2 separate regions of the Mus musculus genome follow, and region 1 is linked to region 2. The links are chromatin contacts, called in public HiChIP or PLAC-seq maps. All regions are on one chromosome and are shown on one strand. Each heading gives the region's core, a stretch centred on a gene start, on an enhancer-like site or on the middle of the called end of the contact. The rest is flanking DNA. Distances are from core to core; before and after follow the strand shown.

Evidence for each region. HiChIP or PLAC-seq counts read pairs in DNA pulled down with a chosen protein or histone mark.
Region 1: a contact with region 2 is called in a BATF HiChIP or PLAC-seq map of CD8 T cells, with 6 read pairs. The contact joins the enhancer-like site here to the promoter of Sugct in region 2. A contact is called at or near these places in 3 of 39 promoter capture datasets (cranial neural crest, liver and pre-B cells), 6 of 484 Hi-C or Micro-C datasets (LSK cells, Th1 cells, bone marrow-derived macrophages and 3 more), 4 of 115 datasets of contacts at active chromatin or transcription factors (CD8 T cells, bone marrow-derived macrophages, epiblast stem cells and 1 more) and 2 of 9 other capture datasets (adipose tissue and liver).

The regions. Positions count from the first base shown.
Region 1 is chr13:17,973,521-17,977,871 of GRCm38.p6, forward strand. No RefSeq gene overlaps it. Among named protein-coding and RNA genes, the nearest start is that of Yae1d1, 18 kb to the right of the region's middle. Within about 2 kb of position 2,576, at least 134 of the 459 cell types and tissues checked have an H3K27ac peak or open chromatin away from gene starts, as enhancers often do. A contact at or near this core is called in CD8 T cells, bone marrow-derived macrophages and pre-megakaryocyte-erythroid progenitors, where this site is marked.
Region 2 is chr13:17,691,747-17,696,045 of GRCm38.p6, forward strand. Sugct (succinyl-CoA glutarate-CoA transferase) reads right to left here and starts at 3,019. Exons shown (of 14, transcript NM_138654.3): 1 at 2,893-3,019. The coding sequence starts at 2,986. It overlaps Mplkip (M-phase specific PLK1 intereacting protein), which reads left to right and starts at 3,667. Exons shown (of 2, transcript NM_025479.6): 1 at 3,667-4,074. The coding sequence starts at 3,739.

The DNA of each region.
Region 1 (4,351 bases), core at 1,326-3,825, 280 kb after region 2:
TCTTCAGTAGATGCACATGGAAAACGCCTGTGATGCATCCACAACAGGACACTGTCAGGGTTAAATAGACAGGAACACAGCCAGGAAACAATGGGGGAGGGCACTTGATAAAAGGCTGCATACCCCATGGTTCCAAACATATGACACCCCAGAAAAGGTAAAAATGTGAAGACAGCAAATAGGTTTGATTGCCAGGTGAGGGGGAAGGGATAAATAGGATTATTTAGGGCTCTGAAAGTATTCTGGATAATGTAATAGGGGATTACATTCCCTTACATATTTGTTCAAACCCACAGAATGTACAGGACCACGTGTGAGCCCTAATGTAATGAAGTGTCTATGTAGGTTAAAAAATGTACGTAAATGCTCACTTGAGGCTATTGACAAATGGGGAGTCTCTGCATACAGAATGAATGTGAGAAGAGAATATTTTGGTCAATTTTGCTGCAAACCTAATGTCTGCTTTATAAAAGGACACCAGTCTAACCCTGGCATTCGGGAGGTTGGAGTGGGGAGGTCCAGCCTCTGGTGCACAGGGTTCAGGTCCAGCCTCTGGTGCACAGGGAGTTAGAGGCCAGCCTGGACTATATGAGATGCTATCTAAACACTAAAAACTAACAAATGAACAACCTGGAGGGCTGGGATGATGGTTCTGTGGTTAAGAATGCTTGCTGTGCAATCACAAGGGCTGGAATTGAGATCCCAGCCCCTGGATAAGAAATGTAGCATCCTGCAGACATCTGTAACTCTAGTCTCAGGAATCCCTTATCCTATACCCTATTCTGGCCTCCACCAGTGTACAGGCAGGCACACCTATGCACAAATATGCAAACACTCTCTCTCTCTCTCTCTCTCTCTCTCTCACACACACACACACACACACACACACACACACACACATACACAAATAAAAATAAAACTAAAAGCTAAAAAGCACAACAGAAAGGCCATTAAAACTCTTTTTAAAAATTAAGATAATTTAATGTCAGCAGACCTTTTTTTTTTTTATATAAATAGCACATTTTGTACAATGTGTTAGATAATATCCTACTTTCCTTTCTGTTTTGTGCCATGATTTATGTCTCCTAAAGCTAACCCAGAAATAAAATTTCAAGCAATGTGATGTATTAAATTGGTCTGAATTTTGTCCCTAAATTTATATTAACTTCATCTCACTAAATGTATTTGTTGAAGTTCTAATGCCAGCCCAAAATGCAATCACATTGGAGCAGAGGTGCTTTTCCTGGTTCAAATGAGGTATGGAGGGTGACTCTTAATCAGATACTAATGGTATCATTATGAAAAGAAAAAATATTTATTTTGTTAAAAGAGAACTCAGTTTTACATTTTAGGGGTGTGTGTGTGTGTGTGTGTGTGTGTGTGCGCGCGCGCGCGCGCGCACCATGGTGCTCTGGTGGAGATCAAAGGACAACTTGTGAGTTGGTTCTCACTTTCTATCATGTGGGTCTAAAGGCACTTGCCACCACGCCTGATGACCAGACACTGCATACTGACAACAGAGTATCTTCAGGTTGGGGCAGAGGCTTCTGCAGCAGCCAGACAACATCTTGATCTTGGACTCCTAGCCCCTCCAGCTATGGGAAAATGTATACCTATTGTTTATACCACACAAACAAGTGTGTGTGTTTGGGAAGTCACAGCAAAACAACGGAATGACTGCAAAAGTAAGAAAGGGGAGGGAAGAGAGCTGACAACAGAGTGCATCATCCTCTATGGGGTCACAGCACCCCACCCCCACCCCCACCCCCACCCCCATGGATAGCTTTGAGAGACTGCAGGGTTTAAGACAGCCATTTTGGAGTGGGGTAGATAGAGATTCATTCTGACCATTGTCTGTAAACGAGAGCTAATTTCCTATGGTCCTATGAGAAGAATAGAGTCCTTGTTCATGCCTATGCTTGATGTATTTTCAAATGTTCAAAACATACCTTTTTTTTTCCTTTTTACATTTTACTTTATTTCAGAAAATCTCTAAAATTAGTGTTAATAATGATTATTTGCTTAAAAGTATCTCCAGAGCTAAGAAGATGGTTAATTCATGTACTGCTTTGGCTAAGAACCTGAGATCATTCCAGCCTCTGAGTCAGGCAGTTCACAACTGCCTGTAAGTAGCTCCAGAGGCCTTTGGCCTCTGAGGGCCCCTGTTCTCACATGCACATCCCTTCACACTCCCTCATCCCCCAAATTAAAGTTTATAAAATTCTTTAAAAGTATCTCTAGTAATCAAAAATGATTAACGTTTGAGTTAAGTTGGCTCTCTTAACTATGTTAGCCTGGTGTTAATGCAGAGGCTTAGTAAATATTTAATATACAAAATACTTAAATCTTTAATCAATAATCACACCGATCTATGTAAATATATGACTTCCTTGCTTATGGGACTGTAGAGAAACCACATTGGGTTTTACTCTGAACTTCTGCTTTTAACAACCACAAACCACAAATCAGAACACATCCATCTTTCACTCAGTGTTTTCTCTGTCTGAGTCATAAGGGTTGGTGAGGGACTTTTAGTGAGTCACAGTGAGTCTGTGGTGGTGAGCGACTTTGTCCTTGGTCTTGCCTCTAAGTGTTGCTTCCTGAAATACTGCTTCCCTTCCAGCTCAGCTGACTGGTCACAGTTGCTTGGGTGCTGTGCTTTCCCGGGAGGTTCCTTTGATAGGCCTCCTGGGCAACAGGAACCTATTTGGTAATGGAGATATCAGGCACTTAAGTGAATTGCCTTTAATTATGGAAAACATAAAGGCTTGAAACAGAGTAAGTGATCAAAACAAATTGCCCTCCCTTAGCAGTAGCCAAGAGGAATGTACATTTAAACGCTGAAGCCCTGTTTTCACAATAATGTGAAAGAAGTCATAGATCGCATATTAAGTCTGAAAGAACCAATGCTTTACCTGTCTAAGAATGCTCTTCCAAAACAAATAATGAGTAGCTTTGATTTTAGATTTAGGATTCTAAAATACATGTACTCATATTACCACTGAAATAGTCGCATAGAAAGTTACATAGCAGGAATTTTTATCTACTGCCATCAGTTTTCAAAAGTCATCAATTTGTAAGTTAATTGTCCCACCTAAAATGACAGTGTAAAGTATTTTATAACAAAAGCCATTTGTGCTACTGAACATGTTAGAGTATTTTGGATTTTTTTTTGTTGTTGTTGTTGGTTTTTTTTTTTTTTTTTGCATTTCTACACATTTAAGTTTCTACACAAAGTTCTGCACATTGTTTCACTTTCATTTTATGCTTTTCGTCTTTCATTAGTTCCCTCAAAAATGTATTTTTTTAAAACAGAAATTCAGTTAAACGATGTCTAAATTTTAAAAGTAAATGTTTGAGTCTCCCCCCCCCAAAAAAAAATTAGAAGGAGGCAAGGGAAAAATGGGAAGTCTTGGCTTAATTTGTACATAAGACTAAGTTAGTGATGCGATCAGCAAGGAAGCACTAAGTAGATAGCCATAACGACTATCAAGGGGGAAGTCTCCCATGAGACGGGACTCTCAGATTAGAAAAAGCACGTGTGGGAGTCTCACATACCACAGCTTTCACTGTCCGGGTTTTGAAGATGTTCCCCAGCTTTCCATACTAATTTCCAATGTTGCAAATTCATAGTTAAATCATTTTGGGCCATCATAGGCCCTTAGTAGCCATTTATCTCCCTCTGTTGAATGTGAGCTGACATCTTTGTGAATATTAGGTAAAAATTATGTAATGTACAAATAGACCACCCTGATTTTTACCAACCACAAGACTAAAAATGTTGACAGAAAGCACCCAAGGCCTATCTGGTAACCCGACCGGAATCTGAGTTCTCAGACCATGAGAACACCTTACCTTATTCTCAAAGTGAGAGCTGTGTTTTCTCACTGACAGTTATGCCCCCAACATAAAGCCTCAAGAATAATTCACTTTTCACTAGAGTTATCACCTGTCTCTACACCAGACACCAGGAGAATAGGTCCCTGTGTCCCAACCATTAAATGCTGTCTCCTCAGGGGTTTCAGCATCTGGAGTTCAGACATACTGAGTTTTGGTCACAGATCCATTGTGGTCATTCAGAGCTTATTGTTTAAAATCCTATTTGTTGGATACTTTGTCTTCTGTTTTACTCCCTTTGGTTTGTTTTCAAATTATTTGGTGTAAGGTATCTGTTTTGTTTGCTTTCAAGACTTTTTTCGATTCAGCTTTTGACTTGTTTTGGCTTCTGGCTGTTTGGTTTGTTAATTGGCTGGCAGTTTTTTCTTTGGACACTCCTCCCATATCTAATCTAAGAAAAGGGGAAATGTTTAGAGAAAAGCAGATCTAGTATTTAGCCAGTGGCCAGTTCTCT
Region 2 (4,299 bases), core at 1,769-4,268:
AACTAAACAAAGTATCAATGCATGAAGCACTATTACTGCCATTTACCTAAACTGGGGATGTTCTGGGAATTCCTCAAAGGAATCTCAGAGTTGCTTTGCAGGATGGCAAAGTAAGAATACAAGGTGAGCAGAATTCTGGGTCCCCAATCTCTATTTTAAACATTATTCTTCTGCTTTTATATATTGGGCTCTCAAGTAGATTTTTGTTGCTGTTTGCTTTGGAGATACGGCAATATGAAAGAAATGAAATTGCTATCCACTGACTGTAAACACACACACACACACACACACACACACACACACCATAGAAACACCCCTTAGGTAACCTAAATAAACATTACAACCTTATAGAAACAAGCCAACCCTACTCACATTCATACTTGTTTATCTTGTTGCTCTCGTTTGCTTTAATCTCTACACTCCAAAATACATTATCACCACAGAGTTCTCAAGGACACAGAAAATTGCAGCATTGCTCATGTCTATGTACATCATGATAACTGTAGACCACACGTAAGCACTGGCAGCCTCTGCTTTGAGAGCACTGTAGTGTGCATACGCCTGTCTTCTAATGCTGGTTATCCCTACACTGGGCTGCAGTCCTTGTGCAGGAACCATGTCTATTCGCTAACTGAAATAGAATATTCCCTTTTCCCTCCCAGAGAACGCTACTATATATTCACAGTCATTGTTACAGTTCTTTAATTTTTATAGCTCCAGGAAGCACAACTAAATTTTTCTTTCCTCTCATGCTTTCACTAAAGTCACTATATAAATTTTCAATATAGGGTTCTTGGGCCCACCAGATCAGCCAGTCAGATTGCAAATTCCAGCCTAAAGTTTAGGAATATCCTAGATATAGCTATGATTCACAAGCTAAGAGTATACTTATAATCTGTAAATCCAAAAGAAGCTACACAGTAATTTTTGTTTTTGAGACAGAATCCCTCTCTTACACAGCTCTAGCCATCCTGGAACTCAGTTTGAAGATGAGGCTAGCCTTACACTTACAAAGATCCATTTGTCTCTACCTCCCAAATACTAGGATTAAAAGCATGTGTCACCATGCCTGCCTGCGTTCAAGATTTTTATGCTTTTTTAATTTCATTTTTCAAATGATTGTATTTCTAAGGAAAGAATACATAAAATTTAGAAGCCTAAATTCTGATCTTCTAGGTGAGTCTAAAAAAAAATTATTTAATTATTCTTGCCAAATTTTTCATTTGAAAGAAAAAAGTCTCTAAAGGGATTAACATTGGTCTTGAGTTTCACATAATTATTAAAGATTCAGTTTGGGACAATCATTGTCTACACTTTCAAATGCGCTGGGAAGAACACTGGCTTAATCTACCTGGCAACATTCCCCCTGTATTTCTTCTTCTCCCAGGTTTTTAGTGTATTGTGTGGATAGATTCCGGGGACTAGGAGTGCACTGATGCCCAACAGTAAAGAGCCCATTCTGCATGCACAGGCCCTGGATTCAGTTCCATTCTAGAAGCAGAATTCAAGTGAGAAGGTAATTCATATAGGGCAAGCTGAGACCCAATTCTGCATTATTTTCTGCCAGTTATAAAAATAATAATAAACATACTTTTGGTGCCTACCACCCCACTTCTCAGCTTCCTTCATAAGGCAGATTATTGACTCACTGACATGTATGTGTGAATAAATATACATTCATAAGTATGACTGCTCAAATGCTAGATTCTAAGCTAGACAAAGAAAAGATAAAACAGAAATTATGGCCAGTAAAGAACAATATAAATGTTAGATAAGCTGTAGTGTGCAGGCGCTAAAATATCATTACATCCTGATGATGACATTATCCCTCCATGATTATACAATTTGTCTTCAGAAATAAGAAATGTGGTCGAGCCTGGGTTATGTATTGAAACCTTGTCTCAAAAAAACAAACAAAGAACAAAACAACAAAATGAAGCAAAACAAAAAAAGTCGAACTGAATTATCCAAGAATATAGCAGGGGCATGAAAAAATTAAACAACCTCACCCCCCCCCATAAGCCCTTGTGTTTATGTCTCCATTAATAAAGAATAAAGCTGAGGATATACTCTATAGTTATGTCACCGAAGATGTCAGAGACTGAAGGCCAAAATGCTTCAGAAAGATGCTATGGATGAATGAAAACCTTAGGCCAGGCGCTGAAGAGATGACTCAGTGGTTAAGAGCACTTACTGCTCTTTCAAGAGGATTTGGCTCAGTTCCCAGCACTCACAAGGTAGCTCACAACCACAATTTTCTCCAGTTCCAGGAAATCTGATTCTTTTTTGATCTCCAAAGGCATCAGGTACGTTAAATGGTGCATGTGCATACACGCAAACAATACACTCACACACACAAAAATCTAAACCAATAACCCCCTCACATATCCACGGTCTAATGTGATGAGTCCTAAAATCCCAAGTTGATTTTAGTATCTGAAGGAGTTAGGGAAAGACCACAAAACTCTTCTACAGGAATGTCTAAGACAGGTATCTTATGCAGAAGATAGCATTTTTTAATTATCCCGTTTCTTTATAATTACAAGATTTTTAAGTTTGGGGTATGTTTTCGTGGGTTTTTTTTTCCCCTTTAAATTTCTGTTTCTACTTCCTAACCTCGTCAACTTCCATTTTACAAGAACGTAAACGCAGGGTTCAAGTCCAGCATTAATTACTACAGGCTCGCTTAAGTTTTCAAGGCAGCAGTCTGCTTTCTAAAACTCAGCTTTTGGCGGGAGGTGCTGTTTCCTAAGTTACCAAACCTTGGGGGATTAGAAGCCAGGGGTGGAAAAGAGAAGCAGGGCACGACCATGGCCATGAGCCCTGCGACAGGAGCCCCCGAGGCGCGAGCGCTCCCCTCAGGGAGCCCGAGCGCTCAGTGTCAGTAGGTACCTGACTGCGGGCGGCCGGTCCACAGCCCCCTCCCGCCGGCCAGGCCTCGGCCGGGTCTCCGAAAAGCCACCGCCCTGGCCAGCATCCACAGCATCGCCCCTCAACCCCAGCGAGAGCGCCCCGCGACCTCCCTCCTTGACCTTAGGCCCCCTCAGCCCCGCCCCCCCAGCCAGCCCGGCCCCGCCGCCAGCCCCGCCCCCTCCGCAAAGACCCTCCCCCTGGTCGCCCTCGCACTCTTCCCCGCCCACCACGCCCTCCGCTTCCGCCCAGGCCTCCACCTCAGTCTCACTCGGCCCCGCCCCCTTGGACGATCCTGTTCAACCGAGTCTCTCGCCTCACACCCTTCGGCCCCGCCTCTTGGCTCATGGCCCCGCCCCCGAATCCGGCTGACGCTTCACTCCTTGCTTCCCGGAAGCCTCCAAGACGGATGGCCCTACCCCTCTGATCCGCCCTCTTCGGAACCCGCACGCCCCTCTCCCACCCTCACAGCCAATAAGGCCTGATGATCGGTTTCCTCTCTTCCGCTTCCGTCTTCGTGTACTGGGGGTCTCCGGGAAGACCGTTGACGACTGTGCTCGTGCTGCGGCCGGAGATTTAGTTTCCCCTTTACAGTCTTTCCTCCTCTCAGACACGCCCACCATTCTTCCATTGAGTGACCTGTTTACCTGCCCTCTTGCAGAAACTTGGTGAGATCGGAACCTTTGTGCAGCCGGAACTAAGGTGCGGTAGTCCGCTGGGAGCCGGAAGGGTGTATAAATAGAGGAATACCAGTTTCCTTCTGGCGGTTGATCGCAGAGGTTCCGGTGAGGCGTTCGGCGTGTGAGCTCTGCGGCTTCGTTTCCTGATATGCACCGACCGAATTTTCGACCCCCAACTCCTCCGTACCCCAGCCCGGGGATAGGAGGTTGGGGTGGCGGAAATAACTTCCGGGGTGCCCTGGGCGGGGGGCCGCGGCCGCCCTCCCCGCGGGACGGGTACGGGAGTCCGCACCACACTCCGCCCTGCGGGCCCCGGGCTAGGCCGTACGGGAGCAGCCAGTCTCCGCGGCACGGCGGCAACTTCTCGGGGGCCCGCTTCGGGTCTCCGTCCCCGGGCGGCTACCCAGGCTCCTACTCCAGGTCCCCCGCGGGGTCCCAGCATCAGTTCGGCTACTCCCCAGGGCAGCAGCAGACCTACCCCCAGGTAAAGACAATAGCTAGCGTTTGCCGAACTCTTCCTGTGATGGCAGACGTGATACGAAACATTCCCTTTCCGTGGATTGTTTAATCCTCCGATACTACGTTGGCCCAGTTTTGCAGATGAGTAACCTGAGGCGTAAAGAAATTATCTAAGACTACCATAAGTGGCGGAGCTCTAGTTCTCTGTCCACAGAAACTGCTCTCAGCCAGCATACCACATTCGTATACA